2 separate regions of the Cricetulus griseus genome follow, and region 2 is linked to region 1. Evidence: chromatin contacts called from public Micro-C data. All regions are on one chromosome and are shown on one strand. Each heading gives the region's core, a stretch centred on a gene start, on an enhancer-like site or on the middle of the called end of the contact. The rest is flanking DNA. Distances are from core to core; before and after follow the strand shown.

Region 1 (4,258 bases), core at 605-3,104:
AAATTAAGTACCAGCAAAAAATGATTAGGGAAAATGACACCAGGCAGGACAATGCAGGTGACACAGGAGAATGATGAGAATAGAAGGGTCTTGCTAAATAGACCAGGCTGGCCCCCTGAGTAGCTGGGATGGCCTGTGCTACCAGGTGGGGCTGATCCCATTTTAAGGAAAGAATGTTGGTAGCATATGCAGGAAGTTGGTAGTAGGTAACCATAGAAGTTGGGATTAAAACTAAACAGAAATGTAGGATCTAAGTCCAGAGTAGTTTAATTATGACAAATGAGTAGCTTTGTGATGGTTTTAGGGAATGGCTGCCATAGATTCATGTATTTGAATGCTTGGCCCTATTAGTAGGTGGAGGAAGTGTGTTGTAATCTCTTCCTACTGCCTGTGGATCAAGATGTAGAACTCTCAGCAACTTCTACAGTACCCTGTCTGCCTGTGTGGCAACATATTTCCTACCACGATGATAAATAATGGACCTCAGAAACTGTAAGCCAGCCCCAATTGAATGTCTTTTCTTTGTAAGAGTTGCCTTGGCCATGGCGTATCCATAAATAGAAACCCAAACTGACAGATTCTTTATGAGAGTAAGCAAAAACTATTAAAGATATACAAAGAGTAGACAAACTAAGTAAGAAAGATGAGGTATGAAGCCTGGTGTGATGATGCATGTCTATAATCCGGGCACTCAGGAGCCTTGAAACCAGGAGAATCCTTTCAAATTTCTAGTTCACCTTAGTTTACTAGCAAGTTTCAGGTCAGCTCATGACACGAGTCTGTCTCTACGAACCAAGCAAACAACCCGAGAAAAAGAATTCATTTGGTAATAAATATTTAATTAAAGGATACTTGGGTGATAAGTGAAGCCAAACTCAAATATGGTTAAGCAGCGAGGGAAGAGGAGAAAGAAAAATTCAAATTTGTCCAGACCCTCCATCACCTAACCTTACTTATCTTGCCCCCAAAGCACGGGTAGGTGTCAGTCTGTTCGTGACCTTCGCGTAACCTTCGAGTGATTAAGCCCAGCCTTCTCTTAGACAGCAGTCTTTTCGTTCCAAGCTAACATTTGGTTGTTATGTCCTCTGCAGTGTCAGCGCCGGGTACCATTAACTGGGCCGGGCTTGTCTGCGTTGGCCGCTGCGGATGCTGCCGCTGCGTTTCTGGCCCGGATGTGGGAGGCCAAGGCAGTGAACATTTCCTGAGCGGTGAGGTTAGCGCTGCGCATAATCAGCCGATAGCCATCTCCTAAGAAGATGCAAAGCGACGAGTCAGAGACCCGGAGTCCGCAGCGCAGGGCTCCGCTGCCGCCCGCCCGCCCGCCGGCCCCCCAGCCAGGCCTACCGAATAACACGTCCACGCAGGGCTCGGAGCCGTCGTGCCTCACGTCGGCGACCACCGAACAGTTGAGGTTTGTGGCACGCACTTTCTCGCTGCTCACCGCCTGGAGAAACGTCCTACGGTGGGAGGGCAGCGTGAGCGCGCCCGGGGACCAAGGGGCGTGCACGAGGCAGGGAGGGCCGGTCCGAGCAGCTTGGCACTCCGGCAGGGGGTCGACCGTGAGCGAGCCCCCCATCCCCACCCCCAGAACACGAACCTTGTCGACTCCACGTTCTTCTCAAACGGGCAGAACTGAACTCGAACCAGCTTGACCGGCTTCAGTCCGACGCGAGCCAAAGCCGACGCCATGGTTACCTCTGCTCCGGAAGTAGTGCTGGGGATCGCTTTATTGGAACGGACCGCTTCCGGCGGCCTCTGCGCGACTTGTAGCGGCTGTCCTCCCGGGCCGCCAAGGGACCCAGAGTGGGCGGTCCGCAAATACTTCAGCAATTAGCCATACCCTGTGCCACACACAGCGTAGACGGTGAATGTGCAAAAACCCCTTTTGCACGAAAACACGTCTCCTGCAGCTTTCCCGCTTCAGTGTCCTGCCGGCTAGATCTAGGTCAGCACCATCCTAAATCCTGGCTCCTTCCAATGAGGATTGTCCGCCCACCAGGAAGCAAGCCCACCCTGGCAGCTGAACGGCCAACGCTTAATGTTGTCAAGGTCCTACAGCCTAATGACTAAAAATAAAGACGGGGAAGCCTTGTTCCTGGGATTCAAGAGAAAGCATGTAGCTTGCTTCTGTCTCCTGAGAATCAACCCTGTAGACTAGCTATTTCTAGCTCTTGTCTCCACTGTTGCCAACTTTCAGATTTCGGGCTCTGGTTTGCCCCTTACTCTGGATTGCAGGTACTAGGGTGATCGTGGATTCAATTCCAGACGGTGTAGTTTATGTACGTGTTCTTCCAAGCTCCCCGTTTTAAGCCTAACATACAGTTCCTTGACTGGGGCTTAACAGACCATGATTTGCAACTCCTGATCCTAGGCAACTTAGGGCTCAGGACTTGTCCCCAGGCAGGAAAGAAAGGGCAGGTGCCAACGAGGGTGCTGGTGCAGCCTCAGGGCAAGCCAGGCCTGCTGGTTTCCAGCCAGGTAAGCTTCAGGACTAGGTCCTCCTCCTCCTCCTCTTCCTGCTCCTCCTCCTCCTGCTGCTCCTTCTGTTCCTCCTCCTCCTTCCAGAGTGCTTAGCAGGAGCATGTTCTGGGCTGGGGAGAGTCCAGGCCGGAGAGGGGGAGCCAAGCTTTCCAGGCTGTTGAGGCTGCTGGTGGGCAGTTCAGTGGTCTGGACTTCATTACAAAAACCTGGAAAGGCAGAAGTGGAAGGCAGGTTGGTGGGTGATGCTGAAAGTCAGTGGTGAGATGGGAGTCTCTTAAAGCAGTGATGGAGGGACTTGGGTAAACCTGGGGTTGGAGAGGGGTAATGACTCACAGCAACAGGGAGGCCTTCTGTGGACTGGACTCTTGGGCAGGGGCTGCTGCAGGAGACACAGCAGGGCCCCATCTAGCCGCTGGAAGATGCTGAGTGACAGCAGAGTCTGACGAAGCTCCCGGGACAGGCCCCACTGCTCCTGTTCCAGGACCTCCCTGACCACTCCGAAGTCTTGTTTGAGCTGCAGCGCCCCCTGCAGGCTAGATGTCCAGGTACAATGTGGCCACCTGACATTTCTGCCTCCCCACACTGCTCTACCCAAAAGTTCTCCATTTTTCCCTGTTGACATTCTCCCGCTGCCACGACCATCTTTCCTTCCCACCTGAACCGGATCCCATGGGTGAGGATGTGATCAAGCCAGGCACCCAGTATGGCTGTTAGTGCCTGGCTGAGGGCGGGGGCTTGGGCTTCGGGTGACAATCCCTGCAGTCCTCGCAGCACGGGCTCCAACACAGTGTAGACCACCATCCCTGCATACTCGCTAGGAGCACTGGGATGTTCTGGGGTGACAGAAGAGAAAGGAAAGACTGTGAGACTATGGAAATCCAATGGGCACCAGAGAGAAGGGCACAGAAGGTGCAAGGATGGTGACCAATGGGGAGGGCTTGAACCAGTCACACACTGGGAACCCCTGGAAGGAGAAGATGGGCATGGGAAGTTACGGAGACGGTGGGCTGGTGGGGTGGGGGGGGGTGTGTAGTTCAGTCAGTAAGGCTTGCTTGCCTAGCATGTGTGAAATCCCGGGTTTCATCCCCAGCACTACAGAAAGAAAAATTACCGGGACTTAGTCGAAGCCGCCAGTATCGACCCTTTGGCATGTGGAGCTTGAAGCCCTGTGTGGCTTGTTTATGGCATTCTTGGAAAAAGAGACTCAGCGACTCTTCAGGCAGGAGCTGTATAAAGAAGAGGAAATTGAGAAGGGCTCGACTGTTAGACTGATAAGATGGTGCCTCTCCCATCTGAGGCCTCAATGTGGCGTCTGTAAAACCCTGAATCCATGCATCACTGTGGGAGCCTGGGCATTTTCTAAGGAGAAGTGTCACCCCTTTAACTGAGTTTTCCAGGTCTGGACTCAAACTCTGCACAATACATAGGATTACCAGTTCTTGGTAGTCAAAGGCACATGACAAGTCAGGCGTGTTGAGCATGTGCCTGTGTGGATATTCCTTTACACTGTGTGAATATATGTCACAAACCCACTGTGATTGCTTTAACAAAGCAAAGGAACTGCATGAAAACTCTGTGGCCACACAGAGAGAAAATGAAAAGAACCTCATATCCTATATATTCCACAGTAGGAAGCAATAGTGTGCAAAGTGAGACAGAATTAAGACAGAATAGCTTCATCAGTAAATATAGAAGGAAATCATATACAATAAGAGAGACTGATGGCATAGCTTGCTGGCACTGGAGCTTACCTAGCACACATGAAACCCAGGCATAA
Region 2 (4,472 bases), core at 665-3,164, 77 kb before region 1:
TGTACACTGTAAACAACACTGACTTGCTAGCATGCGTGTACACATACATGCACATGCCTGAGACGCGTGTGCACTCAGCGTGGCCTACAGAGACCTGCTTGTTCTCACCTTGGGCCGTCGAGTTGTGGTCTGGACAGGCAACAGGAGCCAGAAGAGAAGGAGTCAGGAAAGAAAGGGTCATGGCAGGAGGACAGAGGTAGCAATGAGAGCAGAAGCGGCAACAGACAGGGCTAGCCCCACCAACCCCATCCCACTGCCTCCCTCAGGTAATCACCACCATACCTACTCCAGGAACTCACATCTCCCGCTGCCCTGTTCCTACCCTCATTTTTACTCAACTCTTGTAGACCTCACCCCTTCAGATACCCTGCAGATCCCAGAAGTCCTGTCTCTAGGCTGAGCCACAGGAGAGCAAAGGCAGCAGCTGGTAAGAAGGTCTCCAGAGACTGGCCTTCTGTGAAGGATCTCCCACTCCAGCCTAGAGGCCCCGCCCAGACATCACTCCCAAGGACTTTCCCAAGTCAGCCTCTTCCATCAAGTGCTAGACTCTAGAGAGGACACCCTAGGACCCAGCCCATGACAAGAGTACCATACACCCAGAAATGGGAACTTAATTCCTAAGAAAAAGGCTATCTCGTGTGTGTGTGTGTGTGTGTGTGTGTGTGTGTGTGTGTGTGTGTGTGTGTGTGTGTTTGCCCCTCAGGTCTGGGTGGCTCCATCCCTAAGGCAGAGGGCTCAGGTGTCAGGATTATGAATACTGCATCAGTAAAAGCCCACAGCTCAGCAAAGTAACCCTCCCAGCTGGAGGAAAGCAATGAGGGTGATCAGAGCACACAAGAACCACTGTTCTAAAAGCCACCCAGGAGGCCTTTGGGTTACTTCGAAGTAGCAAAGGGGCAATTAGCTCCAAATCCCAGAGGATTGCTAGCTGTGCCTCAGGGTTCTAGCAAAGACAAGATTTGGCTTAAGCTTGCTTCAGCAGACACCAAATCCAAGAAGACCAATGTCCACCCCTCTAGTCAGGACTAATTTACAATGGCTATGAGTCAAAAACTCTTCTAGGGTCCTCATCCTACCCTGATTAACTCCCTAGCACAAACTCTGAGGAGACGGGAGGCTGGGAGAACAAGCGAAGGCTGGTAAGTAGGCCTGCTTCAAGCACTGATACACCTAGCCTGCTGCCTCAGGTTGGACCCCTGGAAACCCTCCCAAGTGAGTCTGCAGTAAAGACTGCCTGAAGCCCAAGCCTGCGAGGCCTAGAACAGACTCAATCAGAGCCCAAAGCAAGTAGATCAAGAAATGTATGTCCAGGGGTGGGGCACAGTAGTGACACACACCTCTCCCTGCCCCCCCTCACCCTTACCCTCCTCCCCCCGCCAGGTAGACTGATGAAGTCAATCAGCCCCCACCCCCACCCCAGCAGCCTGCTTCCATCGCCCTGGCAACCCGGCGGCAGGACCAGAGCAAGCAAGAGTACCTTTCGGGCTGTCGGTGCCTGTCTCATCATTGCAGAAAACCACAGAAAGCAAGGAGAGGAAAGAGAGGGAGGAACAGAGAAGGGCAGACAAACACAGGGAGGAAAGACAGACGAAGGGAGGGAGGGACAGGCGGCGGAGACAGGAGATTAGTGCATCAAATCCCAACAATGCAGTCTTTGCTTCCGGGCCTGCAAAAGGCTGCTGTGGTGACACAGAGGCCCTGGCAGGTGTGCAGCAAGACAGCAGACGATTGCGAGCTCCGGCAGGCTCCAGCAGGCTCCAGAGCCTTGCCTGGCCCAGGTCGCCAGCTTAAGCTGATGGCAGTCTCAGTGGCCGCAGCAGCAGCAGCAGCAGCAGCAGCTCCACCTGACGTCATGCACCCACCCTCCTCAGCTCCATGGGGGTGGAGCTACCAGTCCTATGTCACCTAGCAACCACCCAGAACCGGGTGGCTCCTCCTCCGGATGGGACTAAGTCCTGCGCAAAGCTGTCCTTCCTCCCTGTCATACAAGGTTCTAGCTCCGCCCTCTTCTTCCCCTCCAAGACCCTGCTTCAAAAAGCTGGGCCAGGGGCCACTGTAGAAACGGCACTTTACGGAGCCAGGGAATTTGGGGACAGGATAGAGGGTCTGCCGGCTCCATCAATCCCTCATGATTACATTCTGGCCCCTGACAACCCCCATCACATCCACTTCCGTTACACACACTAGAGATGCCCTTAAATCTCTTATCAGGAAAACACAGTCAGAGCACCCCTCCAGCGCCCAGCTCCAGCTCTGAAGAGTACACAGTGACTAGGGAACCCTGGGACACGCCACTGGCAGCAGCAACAGCTCTAATTATAGTGTTGGGCTCTTCCCTCACCTCTCCAAGCTACACAGAGATGAAAGCTTGTGTCTAAAACTTTCTAAGAAGGGCAGGTATTTTGAGAGGTACCTATGTTCTCCCTCTCAAAACACTGGTTTGGAGGAGCTAATGGCTCTTACAGAGAACTCAGTTTGAATTCCAAGCACTCACTTGGTAGCTCACAACCATCTGTAACTCTTGTCCCAAGAGCATCTATCACCCTCTTCTGGCATCTGCAGCCACTGCTTAGACATGGTATACCAACACATGGAAGCAAAACACCCATACAAGTGAACACACACATACTGGTTTTTGCTCTGGATCTAGTTCCCTGTTCCATGTGGGATGACAAGGGCAACTCTGGCTAAATGATATGCTTTGACTGAATCACCTGGGTGTAAGACTGGAGAGAGCAGGGGACATTTTTTAGTGTAAGCACCAGGAAATAGACATTGCTCACGCCCCTAACCAGGGTCATGTCAGCTTGCAGCCAGAGCTTGCAGTGTCACACTTCAGTTTCATGCCCTACTATCCAGGGACCTGAGGTGAAACTGGAACACCAATCACAACACAAAAATCAAGGGATGAATGAAGCAAGCACCATGCATCTGGAATGTGACCAGCGCCCTTTAGAGCATTATCTGCCTTAGAATCCTAGTCCTGCGGGGAGCCAGGACCCAGGATCTAAAACAACTACTGGCACGTGGCCTCTACCATGGCAAAACTCCCATCAGGAGTTGAAAAGATGCTTTCTTCCCCCTTCCCATCATCCTAATGCAGAAGCTTCCCATGCAACATCAGGGAGGCCTGAGGCAGCCTGGCAACAAGGAGCTCACAGTACTGCACACATGGCTCAGACAGGCACATGCAGGGCAGAAAGAACTTGGGCAGAGGCCCAAGGCAAGGGCTGGTGTGAGGAAGTGGTCATGGCAGCAACTTAAGTGTTTAAAAGTCCATGGAGATGAGCTGGGCATGGTGGTACCCACGTGTAATCCCAGCACTAAGGAGACTGAGCCAGGAGGACTGCCACAGATTTAGGACTTCCAGATAGCATGTGCTACAAAGTGAGACCCTCTCAAAAGACCTAAAGAAAAGTCTGTGAAAGGGGGGGGATGGACCTCAGACACATACTAGACTAGGGAGGGTAGTAAAAGGCCGGGGGTGGGGCATTTGTGGCAGCACTGGTTGAAAGGCAGGCAGGCAAAGTTGTGGCTTCCTGACTGCTCTTCAGTGGTCCGATCCCCTCCTCCTTGTACAACCATTCTATATTTTCCCAGCTCCATCCCTCCAGTATGTCCTGCCATCCCCACTACGCCTGGCTACGTGAGACCTCACTGTACACCAGCTGCTCTGATTTGCCATTAGGCACCTGGAGTGTCTAACTGGGGGGGTCTAGAGCAGGGAGAAACTGTCTCTGGTGAGTCCAGTCTTTGGCCTGGTCCCTGAACCTCACGGCCTTATTCCCCCTCAAAGGTACTCTGGGAGTCAAACTGCCATTTCCTCTGGCCATGCCAGCCCCATGGTTACACACATGCATGCAGCAGTGGGGGTGGGGGACATGCAGGAGAGCAGGACGGGCTCACAGCCCACCCACCCACCCAGACCCAAACAGTAAACACACCACCTTCTTAGGCTTCAGTCCCCGCTGCGTGAGGAGTAGGAAAGGGCAGAGTTAGACAACAGACTGCCTGGCCAGACATCCTGTGCACAAACGTTAATACCAACTGAGGTGAACACAGGCAAGGGTGAGGAAGTCAGGCAAACTTCAAGCCCTGGGCAAAGAAGGGGTCCCTCAAGGACCAGCTTCTAGGATGTTCACCCCAGCTCTGAGAAGCTGGAGGCCTACCTCCCAACCACCTGCAGAGCACATCACAGGGAGCTGGAAAGGACCCTCTGTATGCATCTAACAACACTTGTGAGCAAAAGATCCTTCTCCCTCTACATTCCACCTTGCCCTGCCCTAAAACCCTCAGGTCTTGGCATCTTTGGATACCAGAAGGCAGGAAGCTGGCAACACTACTGGGGTTAGGCCTGCCCTTCCAATCTCCCTCAGCTAAATCCCATTTGCCCCTAACAGTTTTTCCTGCCACCTTTAGTCTAGCACTGATGTAGCAACTCATACCCAAAACGTGTCCTTCATGGGGAGGTT

What was found. Hi-C and Micro-C count contacts between places; a contact is called where the count stands out from the background.
Region 2: a Micro-C map of the CHO-K1 cell line shows a contact between it and region 1, with 3 times the contacts expected there. The contact joins the enhancer-like site here to the promoter of Mrpl53 in region 1. A contact is called at or near these places in 2 of 8 Hi-C or Micro-C datasets (the CHO-K1 cell line and liver).

Annotation. Positions count from the first base shown.
Region 1 is chr8:74,278,943-74,283,200 of CriGri-PICRH-1.0, reverse strand. It overlaps Mrpl53 (39S ribosomal protein L53, mitochondrial), which reads right to left and starts at 1,854. Exons shown (of 3, transcript XM_027429419.2): 1 at 1,598-1,854; 2 at 1,345-1,457; 3 at 819-1,248. The coding sequence starts at 1,689. The coding sequence ends at 1,094. Ccdc142 (coiled-coil domain-containing protein 142) reads right to left here. Exons shown (of 9, transcript XM_027429416.2): 6 at 3,593-3,707; 7 at 3,137-3,314; 8 at 2,815-3,014; 9 at 2,272-2,687. The coding sequence ends at 2,377. It overlaps LOC118239269 (a long non-coding RNA gene), which reads left to right and starts at 2,896. Exons shown (of 2, transcript XR_004771090.1): 1 at 2,896-3,026; 2 at 3,572-4,013.
Region 2 is chr8:74,355,938-74,360,409 of CriGri-PICRH-1.0, reverse strand. The region is part of intron 4 of Dctn1 (dynactin subunit 1); the gene reads right to left. Among named protein-coding and RNA genes, the nearest start is that of Dctn1, 19 kb to the right of the region's middle. Within about 2 kb of position 1,914, at least 4 of the 6 cell types and tissues checked have open chromatin away from gene starts, as enhancers often do.